Linked DNA regions of Ovis aries: region 1 is linked to region 2. The links are chromatin contacts, called in public Hi-C maps. All regions are on one chromosome and are shown on one strand. The core of a region is the stretch at or near the end of the contact, and the rest is flanking DNA. Distances in the headings are between cores, read along the strand shown.

What was found. A called contact is a pair of places that touch in the nucleus more often than the background predicts.
Region 1: a contact with region 2 is called in a Hi-C map of mixed tissues, with 2.7 times the contacts expected there. The contact joins two enhancer-like sites. A contact is called at or near these places in 3 of 16 Hi-C or Micro-C datasets (mixed tissues, omental adipose tissue and retroperitoneal adipose tissue).

Annotation. Positions count from the first base shown.
Region 1 is chr2:204,444,156-204,451,166 of ARS-UI_Ramb_v3.0, forward strand. KIAA2012 (KIAA2012 ortholog) reads left to right here. Exons shown (of 21, transcript XM_060410262.1): 10 at 5,128-5,204. Among named protein-coding and RNA genes, the nearest start is that of KIAA2012, 56 kb to the left of the region's middle. Within about 2 kb of position 3,751, at least 4 of the 54 cell types and tissues checked have an H3K27ac peak or open chromatin away from gene starts, as enhancers often do.
Region 2 is chr2:204,371,489-204,379,096 of ARS-UI_Ramb_v3.0, forward strand. No RefSeq gene overlaps it. Among named protein-coding and RNA genes, the nearest start is that of KIAA2012, 16 kb to the right of the region's middle. Within about 2 kb of position 6,188, at least 8 of the 54 cell types and tissues checked have an H3K27ac peak or open chromatin away from gene starts, as enhancers often do.

The sequences.
Region 1 (7,011 bases), core at 2,501-5,000, 70 kb after region 2:
ATTAAGTGTATGACATGCATGAGGGATCAGGGGCTTGCTCAAGCAGTGAAGTCATGCTTAGCACAATGCACTTTAAGGCTGGTATGGATTTCAAGATGTCTGTGTGTATGTGTGTGTGTGTGTGTGTGTGTGTGTGTGTGTGTGTGTGTGTGTATCGGCTATAATAAAGTTAAGAATATTAAGTTTTGTCCTGTCAGAGTGATAAAAAAAGATAACTTTTATTAACTAGTAATCCATAAATACTGTTTTCTATTTCATCACTCTCCAGACATTTGTGTTACCTTCTCATTAAAAAGATGATAAAGAAGCATGAGGTTTTCTTAAGGATTTTTTTCCTCCTGGTTTCTCTCTTGCTTCTTTCACACATCTCCCTATGGCCTGAGGATTTACATTTGCGGTCATCTTCATTCCTAGAAATCCCTCATTTGAAAATTAATGAAGACACCAGCATCAGAATATGTCCAATGGAAAGAATTAGTGCATCTATTTTACAGGACACATAAAGATTGCTCATTCATTCATCCAACAAACACTAATAGACCCTCTACTAATGCCAAATAATGTGCTGGGCATAAGAGTTGAGAGATAAAGTCCATGCCTTAAAGTCATCCAGACTAGTGGAGTGTGCTGAGAGCACATGAGGGAGTACATGCTAGCTCCGCCTGGGGGTTAAGAAGGCTGAGTTTCTAAGGATATAGATAGGAACTAGCCATATCAAAGATGAAAGAATGCTCCAGGAAAAGGGACCACAAGAAGGTGAGAAAGCATGGTGGCATGGGAGAAACGTAAGTAGCTTGTAGTGCCTGGACCTCAGGGTACATTTAAGAGAGGAAGTGGTGAGAAATGCAGCTGGTGGGATAGACAGGAGCAGATCAGGAAGGCTCATAGGTAGCAACTGAGAAATTTATCCTAAAGGCTGTGAGATCCTGTTTACACACAAAGTGACATAACCAGGTTTTTATTTTAGAGAAATGGCTCTCCCAACTATGCAGACAATGGATTGAGCAGGGTAAGACCAGACATCTACACTTGCTTGACAGCAAGTGTCCAAGGACAGTATTTTCTGCAGAATATTGAACAGAACTGATTGGCCGCTCTGTGTGTAGCTCCACCTTCAGCCTCTTCTCTGAATTCCCTTCTTGCATGCCATCTTCTACCACAAGTATCCTTATTAGTCATATGATGTATGTCAATTGGAGGATTTCTAGTGCAGTTGATATTTTATTGCTACACAACTTGAATTTCAATTTGCCTTCCATCTGGGGCTTGGTAAACTGCCACGCACCTTTGGACCTCTCCATAAAAAGTAATTTATGAACTTTTGAGAGAAGTTAGTATTCCCAAAGCTAGACTCTTGAGACTGAGTTAGCCTTGGTCTAAGAAGATATAAGTAAGTAAAAGAAGTTATTTCAAATTGGAAGAAAAATAATGTCCTTGCATTTAACTAGACATTTCCATATTTAAACCCAGACTGACTCATATCTTCTAGATCTGTCTACTTGGCTCCTTTAATAGAGCTCCCTGGGGTATGTCTTTAGGCTGGAGACTTTAACAGGTCTTAAACAACTGTTTGATATGCCCATCTCATCCTCCTCCTCATCCAGGAAGATTTAAAGTGAAAATGTGTAGCGTAAACAAGACCTTAAATCTTGTTCCAAGAATTTGATAATGACAATACCAAAAGGCCATCTTGGGTCTTGATCTCCTGCATTAAACAAACAGGTTCAAGATTTATTATAACACAACAAAAGCTCTACAGGTCATAGGCATCTTGAGTCATATCATATAAAATAAAGTATTTTTAGATACTATTCTTAAGGAAAGGTCAGCAGGGCTATGTAAAGGGGCCAGTATTATCCTTCCTTTTATGGTTTCGTTTCTACTGGAAAGAATGTTTTTTAACAATCTGGAATTTGCCTTTGCATTTTCCATTTTTGACCAAAAACACAAAACCATGAAGGTACGAAGGCTGACTTTTAAGCCTCCTCCCACTGGTTTCTGCTGCAAGTCCACATGCAAAGCTGTGGGAAGGCAAAAGTACTTTCTGAGATCTGTTTGGCATTGGATACATCCCCTCAACGACGAACCACTGCAAGTTATAGGGGCAGTTCCATGAGTGAACATTAGCGGTCAAAGGGTACTCACGCCTCAGGAACAGCATGGTGGAAAAAGACGCTATGCATAATTTAAAAGGCTCCCGCCAGCACTTTTGATAGCTCCTGCCCTTGTACCCACCAAGCGTTTGACCCCTTTGGAGCCTGCAGGTCTGACATTCTCTCACAAGAACTGACACACAACTGGGAAGGAATCAGGTGGCCCACTCTGCCTGATAAGGTGACTTTCAGTCTCTTGATATCAGATGAGCATCCTATACCAAGAGAAATAAGTATTCTGAAACAATCAGAATAAATATAGCCATGTTTCATTTTTATTTAAAACAATAAACAACAACTTGGGAATTAAACATGGCCAACATAGGTTGAGAAGGCAGTGGCAACTCACTCCAGTGTTCTTGCCTGGAAAATCCCAGGGACGGAGGAGCCTGGTGGGCTGCCGTCTATGGGGTCACACAGAGTCGGACACAACTGAAGCAACTTAGCAGCAGCAACATAGATTGAACAGCAACAACAATAACATAGGTTGAAATTGAAGGAAATTTTTAATATATTTTTATTTGTAATTGAAGGATACTTGCTTTACAATATGATGTTGGTTTCTGCCATACATCAACATGAATCAGGCATAGGTATGCACATGTCCAGGGCTTCCCAGTAAAGAACCCACCTTCCAATACAGTAAACATAAGAGACGTGAGTTGGATCCCTGGGTTGGGAGGATCCCCTGGAGGAGGGCACGGCAACCCACTCCAGTATGCTTTCATAGACCATCCCCACAGAGAAGCCTGGCAGGCTATCGTTGATAAGGTTGCAAAGAGTCGGACATAACTGAGCAACTAAAACTTTCACTCACTTTCATCTGTTTTACCTATGGTAGCGTACAGTATATATTTCCATTCTACTCTCGAAATTGAGGGAAATTTTAAGCCACCTATACTGCATGCTAGTATCAGATGCTCTTTGCTGCTTTTCAAGTTTTGAGTGCTTGCTGAAGGATCCCATGATTTGAAGAAAGCAGAAGAGGTTTAGCATGAGACCCCACCTAGTAAGGGTCATCTCTGAAATTGCCTGATTATCTGGCAGGAATGCTATCTCCTTGCTAAAAGCCTGCCGCTAGATTAATGCTAGCATTTGAAAATCTACTTGGGCCCAATGGTGGGCAGCAGGCGAAGGAATGTGTTTTTTGTTTCTCTCTTTAGTGGCAGGAATGGTCACCACAAAAAGACTCTGGGCTCCCAGTTTCAGGCAGGTCTGGAAGTTGTGTAGTCTGTGGTCTGTGAATGTACACACCAGCTCAGGAATAATGGGATAGAACTGTGCCTGTATTCACAGCCAGTTGCCTGCGATGGTTGATGGGTTAGTCAGTTTCTTCAGGTTGATAAGATCCCGCAGATCCCACAGGTCCCGCCACATGGTTCAGAGAGGAAGTGTTACCACCCCCATTGCTCTATCTCCCAGGAATGCAATTTGAGTTGTGTCTCCTCGACAGCTTGGACCTCAGTAAATTACCAGGGTCTTGACCCAAGAGATGGAGAAGTCTTAAGCAATTTTTCAGTCTCCTATCTAAAAACGTGTTTACATTTCTTGAACTCTGGCTGACTGATTCATTCTCCTGGTGTTGCAAGAACTTTCCTTATGCATTAGTATTTATAAGTTTCTTTTCTAAGAGACTCATGGTTCCTTCCAAGCCACGGTCAAGTGAACCTCATCGCAACGCAATTTTGTTGGGCTGGATTTGTCCAGAGGATGGATCAGGGCCAAACAGCTGTGATGTGGCAAGATCAAGTGAGGCTAACAGGAGGAGGCATGAGGTGGAGGGGAAAAGTAGGAGATACTAAGTCAGGAGGTCTGGGTTCAAGTTCTGGTCCCGCGCTCTTTCAAGGTATGGCCTTGAGCCAATCACATGAAATCACTCCCTGGGCCTCAGTTTCCCTAGTTATCTCAAATAACAAATGTTTTCAGTCTGTGCAGAAGCCATTTTCCAGCAAGATAGAACAGCTGAGAAACAACAGAAAAGGGAAACGGAGTCAGCCCACAAAGAAAGAGTAGAGGCTTCAGGTCAAAGAAGCAAAGATGCAGAATTGCATGTGGCCAGACTCGTCACAGAACTACTTAGGACTAGCAAGTATGTAAAGAAGCTTGTGCTGGACGCTAGTCCAGTACCAGAGACTAAAATCCTTTTCAGAGGAGCCATGCACTTAGCTGAATCTGTTCCTCAAATAAACATTCCTTTACAGACATGAAATTTACTTTCTTAGGGGAAAAAAGGAAAAACAAAATAAATCCTATCCTCTAGCAGCATGAAGTTTGAGTCTGGCAGTCTTGGACTCAAATCCTTACTCAAAACCTCACTAGTTGCACACCCTTGGGTGGATTACTTTATCTTTTGAGCCTCAGCGTCCACACCTACAGAGAGTATGACAGCACAACCATGGAGGAGAGTCGTGGTTGTCCGTATGTGCCTGCTTCTGGGTGAGCGGCAAGATTTCTGTTAGTCCCTTCCCACCAGCCCCGTTTTGACCTTTGCCTTTGTTTGCTTGTGTTTCCACCTCTCCTATTGCCCCTCCACATAATGAGGAAAAGGGAAGGCTCTGATCTCTCTATCTGGAAGGTTGCAGAAGCATTTTCCTACTTCAGTGAAGTAGGATCATACAAAATTTATATTCAACAGTATCAGCAGATTTTTTCCATCAATATTTCCTTTTTAATTTCAGCTTTATCTGAATTTTAGTAGCACAAAGAATTTACTTTTGTTCTTTTAAAGAGCAACCAAAACAAGAAAAATAGAAATTTGAATATAAGGTCTATAACACTTTATTAAATGGAGCGTTTAGACTGTGCCTATAGAGGTTACATGTGTTATTTGGTAAGTAAATACGAATGCCATAAGCATGTGTGTGTTTATAGTCTTACACATATGAACTAGGTGTGTAGGTGTATGTTATATATAAAATTTCATGAGACCTATATCTGACAACCTTGACCCTTTTCCCTCTGATTTTCATCATAGTAAACACTGAGTCCAGAACAGATCTTCATATGAATCTTAATGAGACCTCACCTTTGACTCAAAAGCCCGAGAATCAGGTACAGTATTGATTCTTCATGAGCAAGTGAGTGGGAGTCGGGACTTTGAGCTTCTTGTCCCTGCTTGCTGTGTGACCCTGGGTGAGATTCTTCACCTCTCTGGGCCTCATTTGCTTCATCAGTTAAATGAGACAAGTAGACTATAAAATCACAGAGGTTCCTTAACTCATAGACTTGGAATGTCTTAACTCAACTTGGACTGTTTTGTCTGGCTCTTCATAAGCGCGAATAGCTGAATAGGCCTTTCCCTGACTTCTGCAAAGTCAAAAGGGAACAGGAAAACACAGAAAGGCATCCTCCATGGAGGCAGTGGGGACTAAGACTTGGTGCCAATGGGCCCGTTTTTTTCCTACTCTAATTCTCATTCCTGAGAATGAGAAAAAAATAGCAACCAAGAAAAAAATGCAAGGAGACTGTGAAGAAAGGAGAAAAATGCTTTATCTGGGTGGATTAAGAATACTTATTAGTGATTCGAGGACATATGTTCACAAATATTTATAAATTGGTTCCTTAAAATTAAAGATTTGAAGCTGGCACTGCCTTGAGATTCACTCTAGAGAGACAACTCAGGGTATTTCCTAGAGCTCTGTGGGTCTCAGCAGATGCAGCACAGCCCAGGGCTCTCCCTGCTGAGTGACAGCAGCTGGGGAGGAGGGGGCGGTGGGGGAGAGGCGGTGGGGGGGAGGGGCGGGGGAGGGGCGGGGGGAGGGGACGGTTGGGGGGGGCGGTGCTGGTGGTTGAGAGATGAACCAACATGGCCTCTATTTCTCCCTTATCTCCAACTTCCTGGCTTTCTCCTCCCTCACACTCATTAAAAAACAGTAAAAATAAAAGTAGCTTTGTTTCCCTGTGTGTGCCTAGTTGGTTCTGAGGAAGGACCTGAACTCTCACTGTTAGGACCCCAGGCCTGGGTCAGGCCTCCCCTGAGCTGAAACACAACCGAGTCAACCCTTCCTGCTACTGAGGAGCCACACAACCAACATTTGCATTTTTTTTAATATGCCTGTTTTGAAGCTACCCTTTATATGGAATGTGAAAGGTTTTCTTCTTCAAGAGAGGCTGTGACTGAGGAAAATATGCTGTATTTCAATAATTCCACAACTCCAGAGGCCTTGCAAACACCTCATGTACTCCAAATTCACACAGCCCCATCGTTATATTCCAGGAGACCTCATATCACCTGCAATAAGAGTGGCTCAGCTATGTCAAATTAAATCCTAGACTGAATTATTAACCTTGCATCCAGAAAGAGGAACACCAGACCCAGGGTCTTCAACTCTAATCCTGGGTTTCCCCTGTGAGGCTCTGGCAAACCCACTCACTCTGAGACCTGCCCGCATCCCTGCTTTGTGAAAGGATGGGAATTGTTCCCACCAGAACCTGTTGGATTGTTCAAGTTGCAGTAGTCTTGCTTCCTTGAGAAGTAATACCAGAAAGGAAAGCCATCAAGGAAATGTCTAGGCAGTCTCAGTTCAGTTCAGTTCAGTCGCTCAGTCGTGTCCGGCTCTTTGTGACCCCATGAACTGCAGCACGCCAGGCCTCCCTGTCCATCACCATCTCCCGGAGTTCACTCAAACTCACGTCCATCAAGTTGATGATGCCATCCAGCCATCTCATCCTCTGTCATCCCCTTCTCCTCCTGCCCCCAATCCCTCCCAGCATCAGAGGCTTTTCCAATGAGTCAACTCCTCTCATGAGGTGGCCAAAGTACTGGAGTTTCAGCTTCAGCATCATTCCTTCCAAAGAAATCCCAGGGCTGATCTCCTTCAGTGTGTACTGGTTGGATCTCCTTGCGGTTCAAGGGACT
Region 2 (7,608 bases), core at 4,938-7,437:
AACTGTTTTATTATTCTTGACAGAATGGCAGTAAAAACCAGTCTCCTCCTGAGAGGTTATCGAGCTCTCCAGAGAAGAGCAAGGTCTGGGTGTTTATACATGGCTGAGCACTGGTGCAGGAACACACACTGCAAACATATTCTACAGTATAGAAACGATTTTATCCTCTCAGCAACCCTCCTTCCTTCTGAGAACTTCCACCTACATGGAGTGACCGTGAACCCCCCATGTTGGTATAACGTGGACCATCACAGTCTCTTCCCTGACCCAGTCTCCATGAACATGGCTGTTCGTGGTGAGGGTGCCCATCTGACCCAAGCTGGGCATGGCACCCCACTCCAGTAGTCTTGCCTGGAAAATCCCACGGACAGAGGAGCCTGGTGGGCTGCAGTCCATGGGGTCGCTAAGAGTCGGACACGACTGAGCGACTTCACTTTCACTTTTCACTTTCATGCATTGGAGAAGGAAATGGCAACCCACTCCAGTATTCTTGCCTGGAGAATCCCAGGGACGGGGGAGCCTGGTGGGCTGCCGTCTATGGGGTCGCACAGAGTTGGACACAGCTGAAGCGACTTAGCAGCAGTAGCAGCAGCAGGGCCAAGCTGAGCTTTCCCTTGGGACTCAGAATGGGAACTGAAAAAGGAAATCAGTCTCTTTTGGGGTCTCTGGGTTGCAGGATGTAAAAGGCCAGAAGCCATTAGTGGCCATCTGATGGTCCTCAGAAATGAGAGGCAGCAATAGCATCCGACTGCCATTCAGATTCTGCTTGTCCCTGAGATGCAGGAACTCAATATCATCAGCATCACGTGTGCTTAGTCTCTCAATCGTGTCTGACTCTTTGTGACCCTATAGACTGCAGCTCCTCTGTGCATGGGGATTTCCCAGGCAAGCATACTGGAGTGGGTAATCATTCCCTTCTCCAGGGGATCTTCCCAACCCAGGGATCAAATCTGGGTCCCTTACACTGCAGGAGGATTCTTTACCAGCTAAGCCACCAGGGAAGCTCCATCAGCATCATAGTTCACCCTTTTTTGTTTAATCTAGTTTGCCTTAGGTTTCTGTCATTTGTAACAAAAAGAGTCCCAACTAACAAAACAAACCTTTCTTTAAAAAAAAAAAAACTCTATTTAAATAAATAATTGGCACAATAAGAAAAAATTAGGATGCCTTTCTAATCATCCTCTAGGTCTGCTTCCTTTCCTCTGAGAGACTTTCCTATATGCACTTCTTACTGCCAAAAGTATCGCTCACTCTGGCAAATACCCAATGGCGCCAACTTCTAAAACACAGTGGTAATTGGAAAAGGGGTGAGAAATATAGAAGCAAATGCAGCAACAGATTTGGAACGCATTGAAGACACTCACCTGGCACCTCCACAAAGACTGGGTGTCTGTCCAGGTCCTCCAAGGAGCAGACACCACGAGGGCATTAGATGTGCAAGGGATTTATTATGAAAAACGCCTGTGAGGGAAAATGGGAAGGGAGCCAGGAGAACTACCAGGGACAGGCCTGACCACATGAAGAGGGGAGAAGAAAGTTTGCATTGGAAGCATCTTAGACTCGATGCAGTTCTGAAGAAGCAAGGCTGCCAGAAGTCCTGGAGCCAAAGTCACCCCCACCAGCAGAGCCTCCCAAGAGCTAGCCTGCCTGCCACACCAACTCTGCCATTCTCAGTCCTCCACAAGGAACGGTCTGTGGGAAGCTTGGCCTCGATGCCAACGTGATGATGGAGCTCAGAGTGCACAGGCCGGGTCCTCGATCAGTTATGCTCCGCACAGTCGGTGCTTCTTCATGGCCACACCAATTGGCCTGTTTTCTTCACAAGACCCCACCCAGTACCTATTTCTCCAACCTATTTCAAGAGCACTTGAATATCCTCTGCTTCTCTGCCCTGATCCATAGTAGCTGAGGTACCCTGTCCCTCTGAATTCACATAGCATCTCTCCACTCCTCTCTTATACAACTGAATACTTTCTATATTGTCTTACTTTCTTGTAATATTTTCCATTTTGTGTTGTGTGTGTTATATGCAGCACACCCAGATACAACTAATTCCTGGAAAACATGATTCTGTAAGGGGGAGGAGGCTACTTGTCCCTTTGCTAACCCTGAGCACCAGAATCCTAAAACGCATATTGCGAATTTGCTTCCCTCAGATATCCGCCGTATTCCCTTTATTCTCAGACTCTATTTGTTCACATCTTCACCTTTCTAAAATTGGGATGCTGCTTATATCACGGCAAAGAAATTTGCCACCTGCTGGCGGGAGAGTGAGTTGAGACAGAGTTGTCATTGTCTACCCATGGGAGAGCTTAGCGAGGCATATTTACAATAAGTGAAGCAAATGTTTATTGCTGAAGGCATGACTACACTTTCATGTTTTCTAGCAAAACAACAGCCAAGCATTTCAGAGGACACAGAAAGGGGATTTGCCAGTCTACACAATGGGCACTGTAATTACATACAATAAAAACCGACACATCTCTCAGGAGAAACAGAATTTTAAAAGTTAAAGGAGGTTGGAACGATCAATTCATTCATTGCAAAGTCACCCACAGGTGCCAAATATCTTTCTGAACCTTCTGGATGACTTTCAAGACAAGCTGTTTACCTTCCAGAAAGGAGTAATTTAATTAAGAGTAGGACAAAACTATGAGTTTAATTGAACAAGAAATACAAATGAATCCCTAGTAGTCATTTGTTGTTGTTGTTATTGTTGCTTATCTCTAAGACATGTCTGACTCTTTGGGGACCCCCATGGACTGTAACCTGCCAGGCCCCTGGTAGTCTGCAATATGACTAACAGTGAAAATGCCTCGCCTGCACTTGCTAAGGAAGTCAAGATCACTAGGCAAGGTGATAAAAAGCAGAGAATCCCCATAATGCTATGTACAACTGCCAGTGGTCAAAAATAATTCAGGAAGAATCATCAGGCTGAATTTAAAAAATGTTTATCCTCATAAGTTGAATGGAGTACTGAAAAAAAATGTTGAGATAAATGTTATTTTTAGTGTTTAGACTTACAGTAGTTTTTTTATCCTTAAAACCTGTTATTAAATCAGGAATATATCTTAAAATATATGACATGTTGGAATTGAGGAATTAGGTTTAACATACTAGTAAATGGAATGGTTAATTTTTGATTCTGTGTTAACACCCAAAGAATTTATTAAGAATAATGAAATCTACACCCTGTAATGAGAATCTGTACAGCTTACGATATTGAATTGGCAAAGCTCAGTATATGTATCACAATTTACTCTTTCTCCCTCACCTATGGAAGACATAAGTAAAATCAGCTATGGAACTCTTTTTTGCTAGGCTGGGGTCCTGTGGAATTATTTTCAATCAAGTGTTCTAGGGAGCCACTACCAACTGCTTCTGCTTAACATAACAGTTAACCTATATGCCATGCCTGTGATATACTCTTTTGTAGACTTAACTCCAAAGAATATGTAAGGAGTTTTAATCCCAGTCTCCTCTTTCTCCATCCTAAGGATTAATGAAAACTCACAACAGTGTGGCCAAAAGGACCATGTGGGGATCAGCGTGGAATCTTCTTGCAAGTTCTAGAATCTCTAGACCTCATGCCCTCGTGTTGCTGTGGCCACCCCACCTTGTTAGTAACCACAAAAAATTTGTTTACATATTTACTCCTATACAGCTTTTAAGTACCAAGCACCTTTCAATTGTGGAGTAGGAAATGGTAACCCACTCCAGTATTCTTGATTGAGAAATCCCACAGACAGACGAGCCTGGCAGGCTACAGTCCACGTGGTCACAAAAGAGTCAGACGTGACTGAGCGGCTAAACAACAACAAATCTTTCACTTGATGCCTATGAAAGATTTTCTTCCTTAAAATATGCCATACTAATGCTTGTTTACTACCTGGTCTGCTAACTAATGAAAATGGCGGTACAGTATGTCATAAAGCTGACTGCACTAACCAAGGGTTCTATGTCTTTATTCTCTTGGTCTTTAACCAGTGTGCACTATCCTTTGTTAGAAAGGATAAGAATTACTTCCTGCTTATAATCCAAGCAGAAAATGTGTTCCCACTTCAGAGTGTCTTGAAACTTCCTGTGTCACACCATTAAGATTCCCCCAGGCAAGAGCAGCTTGGAGTCTTAATACTTAATCATGCCCAGCCCAGTAATGTGTAGACTCACTGAAGCATGTCTTCTTTTCCATTGCTAGGATGTACGCTTCCTGAGCCCAGGAACTATATATTTGTCTATTTACCCATATCACACTATCTTTTATCAAAGCCTTCATGAAGATGCTCCATAATTTTTTCCTTGTTTTGAATGTAAAAACTATTTGGAAAAGGCTCAAAGACAGAGAACATTTCCACTGCACCAGACTACACCTCCATTCCAATCTGTTGTAAGTCCTGGATCTGAAGAAAGAGCTAAGGAATTTTGTTTCTCTTATTACATCCTCTTCATCTCCATCCCCAGTAATTCCTCAGTCTAAAAAATAAATAGCCATGGAGTCTCCTACCTGCTGCACGTGGTTCTCAATGCTGGCTGAACATTAGAATCACCTGAGGAGCTCCTGTGAATAAAAATGATCAGTGTCAGGACCCTACTTCAGAATGATTTAATCAGGATCAGTGGGGGTGGCACATCAATTCTCCTAGTCCTTGCACAGCCCCACGTGACAGATGCTGTCTCCCCATTTTCCAGATGAGGAAACTGAGGCTCAGAGATGGGAGGAATTTTTCCATTACACATCTAACAAGAGTTGGCACAAGCCTAGTCCCCAAATGACTCTCAAATATATGTTGTTCTTGTTAAGTGTCCTCAATAGCATCTTTTAACAACTTGTGAGGTAGCACCACCCAGAGCCCTCACTCGGCTAAGCTGCAGGCAGGCTGGTATCAAACACAGAGACCCATTCATCTGCACACACAGCTGCAGAGGAGGACTTTGACTTGCCAAGCAGAGCAGCCACAAACCCTAACTGTCTCTGAACTGTCAACTGTCCCATTACATCTTGGCACCATGACCAGGATGACAGTTTTCTCTTGAGAACCAGAAGGTTAGGGCAGCACAAATATTAGGATGGATGGCCAAGCCAAAAGTCAACATCTTTTCTAAAGATTACTGTGCATTTTGAACACTTTAATTCCTGAATGATGCTATGTGTTTAGATCAATAATTAATAATTATTTATATTTATAATTATTTAATAATATTGATAATTATTAATTATAATTAATTGATAATCATTAATGGTTAGTGTTTATTATTAATAATTAATAATAATTAATGTTATAATCTAAATAATTAATAATCCTTAATAAATCAATAAATAATAATTTAGATTAATAATAAATTAATAAAATAAACAATAATTTAGATTAATAATAATAAGAGTATAATAAGGACATGGGATGACATTTGATTAAAAAAATGAAAATGAATTAAATGGATTGGTATAGGTGAGCCAAAAGTGAGAACAGCTTGCCTTCTTCCTCATCTCTATTGATTTCATCTATCCATTCACTAGACAAAACAAGAAAACTCAAAAACGATTCTCTGTAAGATTAAAGGATTCCCCTATAAATGCCCATCTTTATCAGTTAGAGAATCTTGTCAACTTTCTTCCCCCTATATGCTGCATGAAGAGCTACTTTACCCTGTTCTTAGCAAATCTGAAGCTGCTAAGACATTTTGGGGTGGGTGAAGGAGACGCCAGGCTCCCTGGGTTCTATTGGAGGCAAACTTCTTTCCCCAGCTTGTGGCAGACTGGGGACAAGCCTTCTACAATATGGATTTCGTTGTCTGAACTCCCTCAATTCAACAACGCCCCTTGTCAAAGCACAGAGCCTGCAGTTATATCACAGATCAGCCCAGGAAACAGCGAGTCATGAATCACAGAGGCACATGGATTTCTGCCGAACAAAGAAAGCCAGCTCTGGGAAACTTTCTGGCCCTGGCTTTCCCTCTGTTCCAGTGGAAAAGCAGGTAATTTCCAACTGGTCCTGTAGAAAACCAGTGCAAGATCATGCAAGGCAGGTGTATCCAACCCAGTCCACTGCTTTATCTTCTCACATACACAAATACTATTTTTCATACCAGCTGCATCCTAAACCCCGAGTTAAGATGGTGATTAGTGGTGGTGGTGGGCGTCTCAGTAGGAGCTTTCTTAAGAAGAAAGGGCTTTGATTGAGCCAATGAAAGCTGTTGCCAGGGAACCAGATGCCATGAACAGGCCACTCCAGCAGCATAAGAATACAAGCCTGGAGTGCTGGACTGAGCATTAAGTGTACTTGGCAGCCGAGTCCTACGAGGCCAGTTAACCCTTTGTGCACCTAACCATGTCTAGACAGTGAATCAAGACGAGGATTTTGGTAAAATCTGAAAAGTTGCCCCTCCTCTCAGCCAATCCCGTTGGAATGTACTCTTTCAAAGAGGTTCTTCCTACCTAACAACTGCCCTGTGAAACCTGCTTTAAAAGGGGTTGGCATCAGAGGTGAGTGTGCGCAAGGACTGATTAAGGCCCAAGGTTCTGCAGAGGACATGCTCACATCTAACCACACTTTTTGTAACGCTAGTGGGTCCTCTCGACTCGCAGTAGGCCTGCATCCGGGCTTTGGACTCTGAGAAGGGACTTTGCTGCTCTAGGTGGGTCTGCTCTGTGAGATCAGAAGGAAATGTATCTTCCCTCCTTAAACACCTACTTACAGAGCTTCCTAGGGCCAGTCAGAGGTTGGTAACCTCTGCCCCACTTTAAGACTGTTGCATGAAGGAGTGTAGGAACAGGCTGGCTTTCTGGGAAAATGGGGAAACAGGCAAAGCCACTGAGGATGGGCCTCGTGAACCCACTTCCCAAGGGAGACTTACCCACCGTCTTGCCCCAACTCTTCCTCTCCCTCATTTCTCCCCCACCAGTCCCAAACCCAGGCATGTGCTCTGGGTCCCCTTCCTACACAGTATGGTTAATTCATCTCTGCAGAAGGACTTGCATCTGAACTCAGCTCTCCAGAAGATATGAATGCTTTTCCAAAGGAAACTATAAAGGTTGAGTCACAGGCAGTGGGCTTACCTGTGGTCCAGGGGCTCCTGGGTTTACAAAGTGAACACTAGCAGCAAGGGCCTTGAGGGGAAGTTCTCCCAGAACCCAGGCTCCCTGATGCCCCTTCCTCTTTCTCAGACTGTCATCTCCAGCTCCCTGGCAGCTCCCCTCCTGGACTAAGAGTGAGGACACTGATTGGTACATCAAAACCTCACTAATGTAGGCAAATAGGGGGGAGGTATTTGTGTACCTTGGGTTATACAATACATATGTCCCTGGAAAGATACAAATACTTTGTACATCAAATTAACATTTTGCTAAAATGATTAGCAGACAGCTCACAATTTTCACTCCATAGTTGTTAGAAAGTGTAAAAACCATTCCCATCACAGAGTTTGAAGAGTGAACTGGGAGCCAGGTGACAGAGAAGTATCTGGTTGTGCAGCCCAGTAACTTACTGTGAACAACACATGAGATTCCCTAGTGTGAGAAAATGGCTTTCAGGGCATCCTTTTGTAAAACAAAGCTTCACCACTGTGTGCTAACGGTGGGGAGAGAATTTCTGTGTATTCTCAATTGTGTGA